3 separate regions of the Hordeum vulgare genome follow, and regions 1 and 2 are each linked to region 3. A link is a contact called in public Hi-C data. All regions are on one chromosome and are shown on one strand. The core of a region is the stretch at or near the end of the contact, and the rest is flanking DNA. Distances in the headings are between cores, read along the strand shown. Region 1 holds the start of LOC123448510 (transmembrane protein 87B). Region 2 holds the start of LOC123448513 (ABC transporter E family member 2). Region 3 holds the start of LOC123448512 (XIAP-associated factor 1-like).

Evidence for each region. A called contact is a pair of places that touch in the nucleus more often than the background predicts.
Region 1: a contact with region 3 is called in a Hi-C map of leaf, with 4 times the contacts expected there. The contact joins the promoter of LOC123448510 here to the promoter of LOC123448512 in region 3. A contact is called at or near these places in 2 of 6 Hi-C or Micro-C datasets (leaf and seedling).
Region 2: a Hi-C map of leaf shows a contact between it and region 3, with 4 times the contacts expected there. The contact joins the promoter of LOC123448513 here to the promoter of LOC123448512 in region 3. A contact is called at or near these places in 3 of 6 Hi-C or Micro-C datasets (leaf and seedling).

The regions. Positions count from the first base shown.
Region 1 is chr4H:273,016,808-273,020,916 of MorexV3_pseudomolecules_assembly, forward strand. It overlaps LOC123448510 (transmembrane protein 87B), which reads right to left and starts at 1,397. Exons shown (of 5, transcript XM_045125424.1): 1 at 1,093-1,397; 2 at 1-396. The coding sequence starts at 1,304.
Region 2 is chr4H:274,357,132-274,361,224 of MorexV3_pseudomolecules_assembly, forward strand. It overlaps LOC123448513 (ABC transporter E family member 2), which reads right to left and starts at 1,844. Exons shown (of 12, transcript XM_045125427.1): 1 at 1,506-1,844; 2 at 177-262; 3 at 1-85. The coding sequence starts at 1,608.
Region 3 is chr4H:273,620,244-273,624,362 of MorexV3_pseudomolecules_assembly, forward strand. LOC123448512 (XIAP-associated factor 1-like) reads left to right here and starts at 2,776. Exons shown (of 5, transcript XM_045125426.1): 1 at 2,776-3,064. The coding sequence starts at 3,006.

The DNA.
Region 1 (4,109 bases), core at 147-2,646, 600 kb before region 3:
TTTCTCCAGATTGTCTTCCCACTCATAGCAAGGCCCCTTAGTTTTGGATCACAAGAAATGAAGAACAAGTTGTACATGCCTGTCTTCGTAATGTGAACTTCCTCGTCATCCAACTTCACAAAAAGGTGATTAGCACTGAAGTGTGTATCTATCACGACAGGCCAATCTGGATCATCAGAAGATGGCCTCCTGATTACTTCACCTTGTTTGCAGCCCTCTAGTTTAGCAAGGTCAGGGGTGCAACAAATGGACCTCTGTCCACCATAGGCAGAACCCCCAATGTTATCCCTGTCAGCTGCTTCAAATAAAATAGCTTGCACCAAGCCTGTACTATGTGCCATTTTTGAATGTGATTCTGCCGATTCTGCGTTCCTCCAGAAAGTAACATTCACAAACCTGTAACAACATCCAGAAAGTAACACTCACAATTCTGTAACAATATCCAGCCATCTAGTTAACAATAAATTCCAAACCACTCCGCTTATCAAAAGAGCATACTACACTTGATTAGTAAGCTCACATCTACAAGGTTCAAAGCAGTTACAAGCCAATTGGCAATCCAGAAAAGAAAAAGAGTCAAAACACTGAAACAGAAAGAAAACTGGCAGTAAAAGTGCATACTTCATCATGTTGATCTCACCAACATCATCTCAATACGACAGAGGCCAACACAGGCATCAATAACTCTCGAATTCTGTGCATAATGAACTGAAAATTACAATCCTAAATCCTGCACAGGTAGAAATAGAATAAGATGCCACCGCAAACACAACTAGGACAGGAAACCAAATGCAAACAAACAAATAGCCGCACGGTGAGAAGAATGTGGGTTGCAGGCTTGCAGCTTGCAACTATTAGCAATCCAAATTTTCCTTGAGGCACATGGGAGCAAGCTAAAATGCTTAATCCACGAGAAACCACGTCATACTCGAATTAACTGTCAGTGAGCAAGCAAAGCAATGCTAGAGTCGCTATTCACAGCCCGCCCAAACGCAACGCATCACACAGAGAAGCACACACTCTAGGCACCGCAGCAGTTTCCGGAAGAAACAACAGCCAATTGGGGTCCACTAACACAGGACGAGGCCTTACTTGATGAAGGAGGAGGCGGGGGCGGCGAGATCGGCCCCGTCGGCGACGATGCCCTCGCTGCCGCCGGACAGGAGGAAAGCGTTACCCACCTCGCGGAACGACTCGCGGCCGTAGGTGTGGATCGACGCCTCCGCACGGCCCCACCACCCGCCGCCGGCGGCAAGCACGAGGGCCGCCAAGAGCGCGCTGAGGCGAAGGGGGTGGGGATCCATGGGAGGCGCCAGAGATCTCGAGACCAGGGCCAGCGGCGTGTGGGTGTGGGGCGGGTGGTAGATCTGGGATTCTCGCACAATCCAACCCCTCCACCCGAGCTTTTCACAAAATCTTTGACCCGTTTGTTTTACAATCCTACCTAATTACTTCCTTCGTTCCTAAATATAAGACCTTTTAGAGATTTCATTACATATTATATACATATATATGTAGTCATATTTTAGAGTATAGGTTCACTTATTTTACTCCGTATGCAGTCTATAATCAAATCTCTAAAATGTCTTATATTTCGAAACAGAGGGAGTAGATCCTAACAAGATACGATTATAAAATAAATGAGGTTCAAAGATTTTCGAATAAGTTGAATAAGGGTTAGATAGAATTGTAAAATAAATGGAAGTCAAAGATTCTGGCAGAAACTCGTAGGGGTCAGATTCTAAGAGAATCCCCACATTCTATCAAAAGAATTTAGCATTTTCATCGGAAGCACGCAGGACCCGACATACAGTAAAGAAGACGGGAAAGAGGCGAGCAGATAATATCGCTCGGCGCCGACGCGGCGGCCCAATGCTTCGGCTCGTCGCGTCCAATCCGTTGGATATGAGCCACGCGGTCATTGGAACGTGAGGAAAAAACGATTTGCTTGAAAAGGATCGAGATGGACCTAGAGGGGGGTGAATAGGTACAGTTCCAAATTTTAATAATTACTTAGCAATTTTAGGCAAAGGCGCGGAATATGAGCGTGAGCCTAATAATTGCAATGATAAGGAATAAGTTATTTAGAGTGAAGTAAGGCAACCGGTAAACAATAATCAAATGCAAGTACGTAATAAGGATTAACACAAGTAGAGAGTTAGGGTTAGGGATAACCGAAACTCCAAGAGAGACGAGGATGTATCCCGATGTTCACTTCCTTGGAGGGAAGCTACGTCACCGTTAGAGGGGCGGATGTTACCACGAAGGCCCACCAACGCCACGAAGGCTCACCCTATTCTCCCTTTGAGATAACTCCACGAAGGCGTTTCTCAACCACTAGTGGTAAGCCTTGAGGTGGCTTCCAAACCTTCACAAACTTTCCGGGGATAATCACAATGGTTTGATTCCTCTCCGAAGACTCCTACCGCCTAGGAGTCTCCAACCTCCAAGAGTAACAAGATCACGGGGATTGCTCAAAACTTGCTCAAATCACAAATCACTTTGGTGGAGAGGAGGAGAAGGAGACGGTCTATCTTTTGATTGGAACAACACTCAAAGGGGCTCACAAATGCTCTTGGGATCTAAGATTGGGTGTAGGCAAGAGTGAGTGAGGAGAAAGGTGTTCTTGTAAGTGTTCTAGCTGTGTTGAACACCCTCACACGAAGTGTGAGGGGGTATATATAGTGGGGAGAGTAAAACAGCCGTTGGAGTCACTTAAGTCTGACACTGGTCGGACATCCGGCAGTTCTCGGATGTCCGGACTCCCACAAGGGGTCGGACGTTCGACAGGGGTCGGTCGTCCGAGGGATGTAAATATATCTGGAACCACTGTGTAGTTGAACAGGGACTGGACGTCCGGAGGAAGCCGAAAGTCCGAGTTATTCGACTCAAACTTCTCTCGTGCAAGATTCCGGATTTTCGAAGGAGGTCGGACGTCCGGCCCTCGGACGTCCGGAGGGAGCCGGAAGTCCGAGTTATATGGCTCAACTTTCTCTAGTGCAAAGTTCCGGATTTCCGAAGTTGGTCGGACGTCCGGAGGGAGCCGGAAGTCCGAGTTATATGGCTCAAGTTTCTCTAGTGCAAGGTTCCGGATTTCCAAAGGAGGTCGAACGTCCGGAGGAGGCCGGATGTCCGAGGCATTGGTTCTATTTTGAGATAAAAGCAGAGTAGTGGAAATGTGGTATGAGCAGAAAAGTAGAGATGTAGTATGAGCAAGTTCATCGCAAAACCTGTGATCCCCTCTTAATAGTGCGGAATCCCTATACTCAAGAATAGTAAATATAAAGGATAGGCTACATCATCTTCTCTCAATCCCGAGCCTTCTTGACATATAATTCCCGATCTTCTCATACCACCTTGGAACATTATTCTCAATCTATTAAAAGTACTTGCCATCCTGAGATACACTCAACAATGAAGATTAGTTTCCTATGTATGTGTTGTCATTAACACCAAAACTCGATTAAGGGCATGACTGCACTTTCAATCTCCCCCTTTTTGGTAGTTGATGACAACATATACATAGCTCTCAAAAGATTTAACATACATTTTAGCTTTGGAGAGGTTTAGTACGGAGCTCCCCCTTAGTATGTGCATGGTAAAATATCGGAGCTCCCCTTTAATGTGTGTATCGAAAACATCATGTGACTTAGTAAAGATAATAGATCATCATATGAAGTATTGGAGCAAAACATAATAGCATACGATGATATCAATCATAGCAATCCATAGCAATCACGACATCCATAGGTAGTCATACATAGTGCATCACAGTCGTTTATCCATTACATTACACAAACATGCAAATTTAGACTAAATCTCCAAAGACTAAAACTAGGATACATTACTCCCCCTTTGGCACCAAGTACCAAAAAGGAAGGCACCAACAGTATCAACCATGTTCAGAGATCATCAGCATCATCATCATCATCATCATCCTCACTGTCAGGCAAGCCACTGCCACCAGCCTCATCAAGAAAATCAGCCCACTCAGGACCAGATGGGAAGCCAAAGTCAGAAGGAGGAGCAGCAGGAAGGGCCTCATCGTCACTCACATCAAGAGCGCTCGAGTCTCTCAGACGAACCTTGAGGGCATTCTTGGAGGAGAC
Region 2 (4,093 bases), core at 594-3,093, 740 kb after region 3:
AGGTATTCGGTCCATAGCGATGGGTAGTATCTTTCTCCAAATCTTTTGGAAGATTGATGATTTCAATGGCATCAAATGGGCATTTCTGCATCAAGTATTACAGCAGAAGTGAGAAAATCAAAGTAACACTATGAAAAATCATAGATCTTAATTGCTGTACTAAATGACAAGCATACCTTAACACAAATACCACAACCAATACACAGCTCTTCAGAAATGAATGCAAGTTTGGCCGCTGGACTAACTTCAATGCAAAGCTTTCCTGTACAATAAGACAGTTAATTGAGCAGCACTTTAGCTAGGAAACCCTCTAGCATGCATAATGTGTCAACGTGCTTGGCAATGTTAGGGAAAGGGATGGGAGTTTAGGGTGGGAGTTTGTTAGGGATTAGGCTTTGGAAATTGATTATTAATCTAAAACCCATGTTTGGTGTGAGGTGGGATTTAATAGTTCGAATTTTGGGAATTGGGCTCCTTAATTCCCTTTCCTCCTCAGCTCCCTTGCCGCCGGCCAAACGTTGGATTATATGTCTCACCCCCCAAAACACTCATTCCCTAACACTAAATCCCTCAACCAAACGCATTGTAAGCACCAAAAGGGGAAATGGAGAATTGGTGCAGTCACGGTAAGCGGTATAAATGCGCATATATGTGGACGCTGATCCTTGTTCATAGACTGCAATAACAAACAGATGGCGACATGTATGAGAAACTGAATCAAATCTTAAGGACATAACAACGCTTAGAGCATGGTTAATAGTACAGCCAGCTGCTGGCTATATAATGTTGACACGTCATCTATAGACAAGCTTATAGCCGGCAAGTACAATAGATAGATGTAAATAAGTACTACTCCCTCTATCCATATATATAGGGCCTAATGCAATTTTCAAAGCTAACTTTGACCACATGTTAGAGCAAATAATATATAACATGCAAGTTACACAAAGCATACCGTCAAATTCGTACTTGAAAGGAGTTTCCAATGATATAATTTTTATATTATACATCTCATATAATATTAATCTTATCAATAGTCAAACACAGTCTCAAAAATGCATTAGGCCCTATATATATGGATGGAGGGAGTACTTTATTGATATAAGGCCCACCATCCTCTCTCACAAAGTGTTTAGGAGCACGTGTTACAACCGGCTGTTAGTTTGTAGCCCGCTTCTCCTCTCTCTCCTTTTCTCTCTCTTCCAACTCATCACAAATATATTATTGTATGTCTTACGGCCCGCCTACATCATCCTATTTCGTAGCAAACGATACTACAGCTGCCTAAACAAAAACGTGACCATGTTAAGCGCTCCAATTCCCCAGATCCTGCTAGTACTAGGCACACATCAGTCAGCTTGAAATCAAAATCATCGTATTAACAGATTGCCCCGTGGAAATAGGAAACCACTGGGATCTACGATTTGATTCGCCAATAGCACCGGCAGACAAATCGTAAGCCCACATCGATCAGAACCGCGAGGGTGGAGAGAGAAGCGAATTACCGGTCTTGACGACGGGGCAGCTCTTCTTGCACTCCTGGCGGCACTTCTTGGGCTTGCATTTATCCTCGCTCACGATCGCGATACGGGTCAAACGGTCCGCCATCTGGGGCGACTCTCCGTGTCCGCCGCCCCGTCCAAAGAGATTTCCGCTGGAGGGGGCAAAGCGCTACCACTGGCGGCGGCACTGGAGTTGGGCGTGGGGGCGGCGGCGGGGAGGAGGGTATATCACTACGCGCGCCGGTGGGCAGAACAACCAAAGAAAACCCTAGGCTCGAGTCCTCCACCTCAGGCCATGCGGCCCAACGGAGCAAACGGACATTTAGGCCAACTCCACCGCACTACCCGAAAGGACGTCCGCTTTGATCGGATTTTATTCGTTTGGAACAGTAATGGGTTCGTTCATGTCCGTCTTTGTCCGTTGGGTCGTGCGTGCGCCATCTCCGGCGCGGTGCACGACCAGCCCCACGACGCGTCCACCAGTTCCGGAGGGAACGCGGCCACCTCCTCCTCCTCCATCGGCTCGGGAATGGTGACGTCGTCGACCGCACAGAGGGCCATGGCGCGGTCGAGGCCCGGCCATTGACGCTCATCATGCGTCGTCATGGAGTCCTCCATGACACGCTGCATGAGCCGGGCCTCCTCCTCCTCCGTCATGCTAGGAGGTGGAGGTGGTGACGGAGACGGCGACGGCGTGGGCGTGAGGCCGCGCACCGGTGTACGCTCGCGCACCTCCCGTGCCCGCCACGGCCCCGCGATCGTCCCGACGAAGTAGGAGGCACGCCGCACGTCGTGCTCGTCCCTGAGCCATGTGTCCCAGAGGGTGGAGTCGGCGGCGTACCTTGGGTCGTAGTAGAGGTCGTCGGGAAGGAGGCGGCGACGGCGCTCGATCTCCTCGCGGCGCGCACGGCCGCTCGTCGGCACTAGAGGGATGGGAACGCGGTCGGCGAAGAGATGCCACGCGTTGGGGAGGTGGACATCGCTCCACGAGACCGTCGTCCTCGTCTCCGAGTAGCGCCGGCAGACCGTACTGCCGGTCACGATGGTCGGCGGACCTGGGAGCGATGGTGAAGGGAGCCGCGGCCTCGCGCGGTAGCGAGGCGGCCTCCTCCTTGACGGAGCCGCGGCGGCGTCCCGACGAGGAGCCAGCCTCGCGGTCGTGGGTGCCCTTGCGGCCGTAGTTCCACAGACCCATGGCTGCGGCGGGCGGCGAGCTCGAGGAGGAGGCTAGGGTTTCGCGGAGGGAACTGTCGGGTTTCGAAGAGGGCGCGGGGGTGGCGATGGGAACTGTGGGCGACCGGTCCATGGCTTCCACATTTAAGAAGGACCGTGACCGTCCCCTGGGCGGATGACAGGCGGCCCCGGCCGCTCGTGCGCATTGATGCGGGTGGGTGGGAGGTTGGTGGCCGCCTGCCACGCATCCCCGACGCGGACGAGTGCGCGTCCGTTTGGTGTCCGCTGCGACCCAATTCTCGCGCAAGTTTGCTCTCAAAATGGGTCGTGACGGACACGAAACGGACAGGATGGGTCCGGGCGTCTCGCACTGGGCCGACCTGTTTGTCCCTTTTACCTCAAACGGACGGGGCCGGACAGAATGGGGTCGTGCGGTGGAGTTGGCCTTAGGCCAACTCCAGCGAGACACCCGGACGCCCGTTTGATCCGGATTCTGTCCGTTTGGGGCGGACAATGAGGTCGTGTCCGGGTCTCGTGGGATGCGGTGGTCGTACGCTCAATGTGCGGACGCATCATTCGACCGCATCCTATCTGTCACGGTCAATATGTCCATATAATCATATTTATCAATGTTTTAAACAAGCTTGCACGTCCAAATATCAATTGTCTCGAGTAAAAATAGTTTTACATCACAATCAAAATTGTCTCAAATAAAATAGTTTTATAACCAAATCAAAATTGTCTTGAATAAAGATAATTAATGAATACATCTATTGGTTTCCAATGTGATCCCACATGTGCTCAACCAAGTCATTTTAAAGCTGCAAATGAGTGTATCAACCACGAATTTCACGATTGAATTGGATAAACTGCTCAAACGTGGCCGGTTCTTGGTGCAGGGGCTCAACATTGTTACCTTAAAATTCAAATCCTTGGTCGAAAATGGAGTCATCATGCTCGTCCTCGACGATCATGTTGTGCATGATCACACAAGCAGGCATCATCTCCCAAAGCTTCCCTTCATCCCATGTCAATGCAGGGTTTCGAACGATACCCCATCAAGATTGAAGCACACCAAAAGCACGCTCCACATCCTTTCTAGCATTCTCTTGCATTTGGGCAAATTTCTTTCTCTTCTCTCCTTGGGGGGTTGAGATTGTCTTCACAAAAATTGACCACTGAGGATATATACCATCAGCCAAGTAGTATCCCTTGTTGTAGTGGTGGTCATTGATCTCAAAGTTGACATATGGGGAGTAGCCTTCTGCAAGCCTAGCAAACATTGGGGAACGCTGCAGCACGTTGATATCATTGTGAGAACCGGCCATGTCGAAGAAAGAATGTCATATTAAAAGATCGTGCGAAGCCACTGCTTCTAATATGATAGTGCACGCTTTCACATGCCCCTTGTACTGGCC
Region 3 (4,119 bases), core at 1,526-4,025:
CCCAAAGAAATATATTTTCCCTATTTGACACTAAAAGTAAATTGTGTTCCTTATATGACATTTTGGCAATTGTACTCACTAACGATGTTACATAGGACATGAAAAGATAATTTTTCCCTTTTGTTTAAAAAACATAAAAAATGTTTGGGCCAATATAAATAGAATCTGAGAGAAAATAATACATGAGGGATATTAGATTAGTCCCCGATTATAGTTGGTCATGCAAGTGCTGTATGGCAACCTTGCTGGCCGGTTTTGTTTTGTTTTTTAAAGAGGAGAAGTCTGGTCGATATTTTTGGCTCACATACAAAGATACGAGGAATGGAGCAAGGACATGAAGCAACACACAAGTGAGGAAGTAAGCTGGTGGACGGATTTTTTCAGAAAGCTAGCTTAAAACCTTACTTACACATTCTAAACCCGACAACCCAAAATACATGCTTGTTACTGAAGATGGTTCATAAATTTATAAACCGTTAGAACATACTTATTATAAGCAAGGTTTTCATACAAACTAATTACATCCATGTTCCTTTTGGTGGAGGGACTACATGAAAAATCTTCCAAGTCTATAAACATCATGCCTCGGTCGCCATGAACAAGGGCCAAACTATGGACTTTTGGATGGACACCTGGGATGGAATTATGAAGATTGGAACTTGTCCACACTTGCACTATTTTGCTTGGAAGAATAATATTACAGTTTCAGTCCTACATCAGACGGAAGATCTTTCAGACCTCTTTCATTTACCTCTTTCAGAGGAAGCCTTTCAGCAATTGCAAGACATGGTAGATCTCATTCAAAACCTTGATCTTGAGGCTGTACCGGACCAATGGCAAATACCAATAGGATCGCCTATCTACAAGGTCTCCAAGGTGTATCAGTCTTTGATGCCCACAACTGAAACCCTCCCTGCTATTAAATGACCGTGGAAAACATGCTGCCAGCACAAACACAAGATTGACTTCTGGCTCTTGGCCAACAACAGGTTAAACACTCGAGCCCTTCTACTTCGCAAACATTTCTTTCTATAGGATTATAGTTGTGTTCTCTGCAGCATGCATGCCATAGAAACAAGGAACCACCTTTTCTTCTCTTGCCCGCTTGCACAAGCATGCTAGAAAAACATTTGCCCCACTTGGGTTCTTATTGGCTAAGGCCTCCAAGAAGAAATTAACCAACTGAAACAGCTGCTCAATCAACCCTTCTCTTTGGAAATAATCATCCTTGTGACTTGGGCTGTCTGGACCACTAGGAATGACTACATCTTCAAACAAATTACACCTAGCCTCTACACATGCAGGAGAAATTTCAAGGAAGAAATCAAATGGCTCATCTCGAGAGCAAGGAAAAAAGAGTACATTGGCCTAGACGACTAGGTGAAAGCTTTTATTTGAGCCCCAATACAATACTCTTTACTATATGAAATGGACCCCTCTTCTTGTTGTATTTCCTTTACCTTTAGCTAGTTTTGCTAGTTTTCTTTGTATAGCTTTTCTCCTTCTAAGAACAATCTACTTGTAAGATTTATTTAAAAATCAAAAAAATGTGCACCAGAGTCCTCTTGTTTTTCTATAAAAACCTTACATACGTATCAGTCAAAATAGCTAATCACTGCTGGCTGAAGTAGCACTGCACTAATCACTCTCGGCTCGAGTAGCACTGCACTAATCACCACATGCACATTCCGGACAACATAAACGTTACTTAAGAATCACTGTATCATATTGGTTCAAGTTTAATATGTTCTTTCACATGATCCTCTCCCTTAGTATCTAAACAATCCATGACCAATAGGCCCATCCCTAAACTAATTTGTTAAGATAATCCTTAACAAATTAAAACCGACACACTTGGGCTCGAGTCCCCACGTTCTTTATTGGTGCTAACCACGACTAAACCATCATACATCAGCTTGATTAAATATTATAAATATGTCAAAGAACTATACGTATACATGAGCTATCACATAAGGAACAAGAGCGTCTTTTCATGTCTCACTTAACATCGTTAGTGGGTAAAATGGACAACAATGTCAAATAGGGAACATAATGAAGATGTAGTATGGTAAAGGAAAAAAAAGCTTTTTAAAGCAGGGAAGCAGATTTTAAGAAAGGGTCAAATAAGAAATCCTCTCGTTAAGCATAGCCCTCGGTTCATCCTCGGACACACACAAGACCCGATCTCTTGGCCAAAATCACTGTTTTAACATTTTCACCAATCTTTGTCATAAACTGAACTCGACATGGAACTATTTCATTATCTCACCTTTTGACAACGCTATAGCCCGTTATGTTACTGTCCAACATAGAACGCCGAGTTAGATAGCGTTTCTACCGTTGTCCACTGCGTGGCCGAGCACACATACGTGAGAGACCAGAAACGCTGAGGTAGATCCCATTTCTAAAAATGCCACTCACCCTGATATTTTTGTGTAGAACAACAACGTCAAAGGCCTTGGCGTTCCCAAAGAACATAGAAACGCCAAGGCATTTGACGTTGCTGTCCTACATAGAAACGCGAGGGCCAATGGCGTTTTCACAAACGGCATCTACCTCGTCGTTTCTAACCTGTCACTGTCAGATATGCGTGCTTGACCTGACAGTGGGCAAGATAAAAAAACACTATGTAGCTCGGTGTCGATCTATGATATTGTTAAAAGAATCAGATTTTAATGTGAAGTTTATTTGGTGACAAATAACGGTGAGAAGATGAGAACAGTGATTTCGTCCCGATCTCTTTCTTCTCGTCATAAATTCTCTCCCCTTTCCCGGATCACACAACTTCTGTCCGAGTGTTCTCTGTTCTCCAGCCTTTTCCTCCCCCACCAAACTCCCTCGATTCCACCCCTTCCTCGAGACCTCCGGCCACCCACCCGCCAAGGCCCCCCTCCGCTCCGCGCCGTCCCCGCTGGACCACAACAACGCTTGCCTGTCCGATCGGGAACGAGTAGAGTGTGTCACAGGAGAGCACGATCCGCCCTTCCGGCCCCAAGGCGAGCGCCATGGCAGACGCCGGCTCTCATATCGCCGCCGTCGTCGCCACCTCCACCTGCGCCCACTGGTTGGTTACCCTGCTCCCGTTCTGCGCGGCTACCTCTTCGTCTCTTCCTTCGTGGCGTTCGTGCGTGCGTCGGTGACCAGGGCGATTACCTATCGTGCGGTCTCTTTGTTTCGGATCTGAGCTAAGGAAGACCCGGTTTGATTGGTCCTGAAAGACTGAGGTTGTATGTTGGATTAATGACTCGAGCGTGGCACACGTTTAAACAGATTTCCTTGACTAAGGCCCTGTTTGGAACCACTTAGATTGTGATAATCCATTTTTTATAATCTATATTGTCTCCAAACAGAACAGATTATGTTGTAGATTATAAAAACTAGATAAACATATTATTAAAAACTCTTAATCTACTCTATCCCAGATAAAACCAGATTATGAATTGTAATGACCCATTATCCTTGTAAAGTTAGAGGTAATTACTAATTTTTGTCACTGCCACCCTTCTCCTTTTTTCTTCTCAGCGCGCGCAGGACAGACAGGTCATTATGCAATGTAAAAATCTGGATTATAGTTACATAATCTGGCCTCCAAACATGTCCACCTAGATTAATTTTATAAATCTGATTATATAATCTATCTTTATAATTCAGATTATCATAATCTATTGTGGTTCCAAACACGGCCTAACTAGGTGATTTCCGCGTTTGTCAGTTAGCTAATGTTTCGAAGCAATCTATTGTTAGTTGGAGAAAAAATATTAAAACAATTAGATTATGATTGGTGATCATTGGTGCCAGGACATTGTTAATGCATTTCTTATATCAAAATATGCATTGTTTGCTTTTGGCATCATATTCTAATCACAAGTACTCCCTCTGTATCAAAATATATGATGTCTTTTGAATGCCTTATATTTTGATACGGAAGGAGTACAAAGGATGAACCTAGTGTTAGTTGGTGGGGCTATGGGATCAGTACCTTATCGATCTAGAATGCTTCTAACTAGTACCGTTAGTTTTGTGTCACACCTACATCGCTCTAATGCGGTGGACAGTGGTGCGTGGGCCAGGGGTAGCCCCACTGGTCAGGAAGGGTTGTATAAGTAGGTGTGTGTTGGA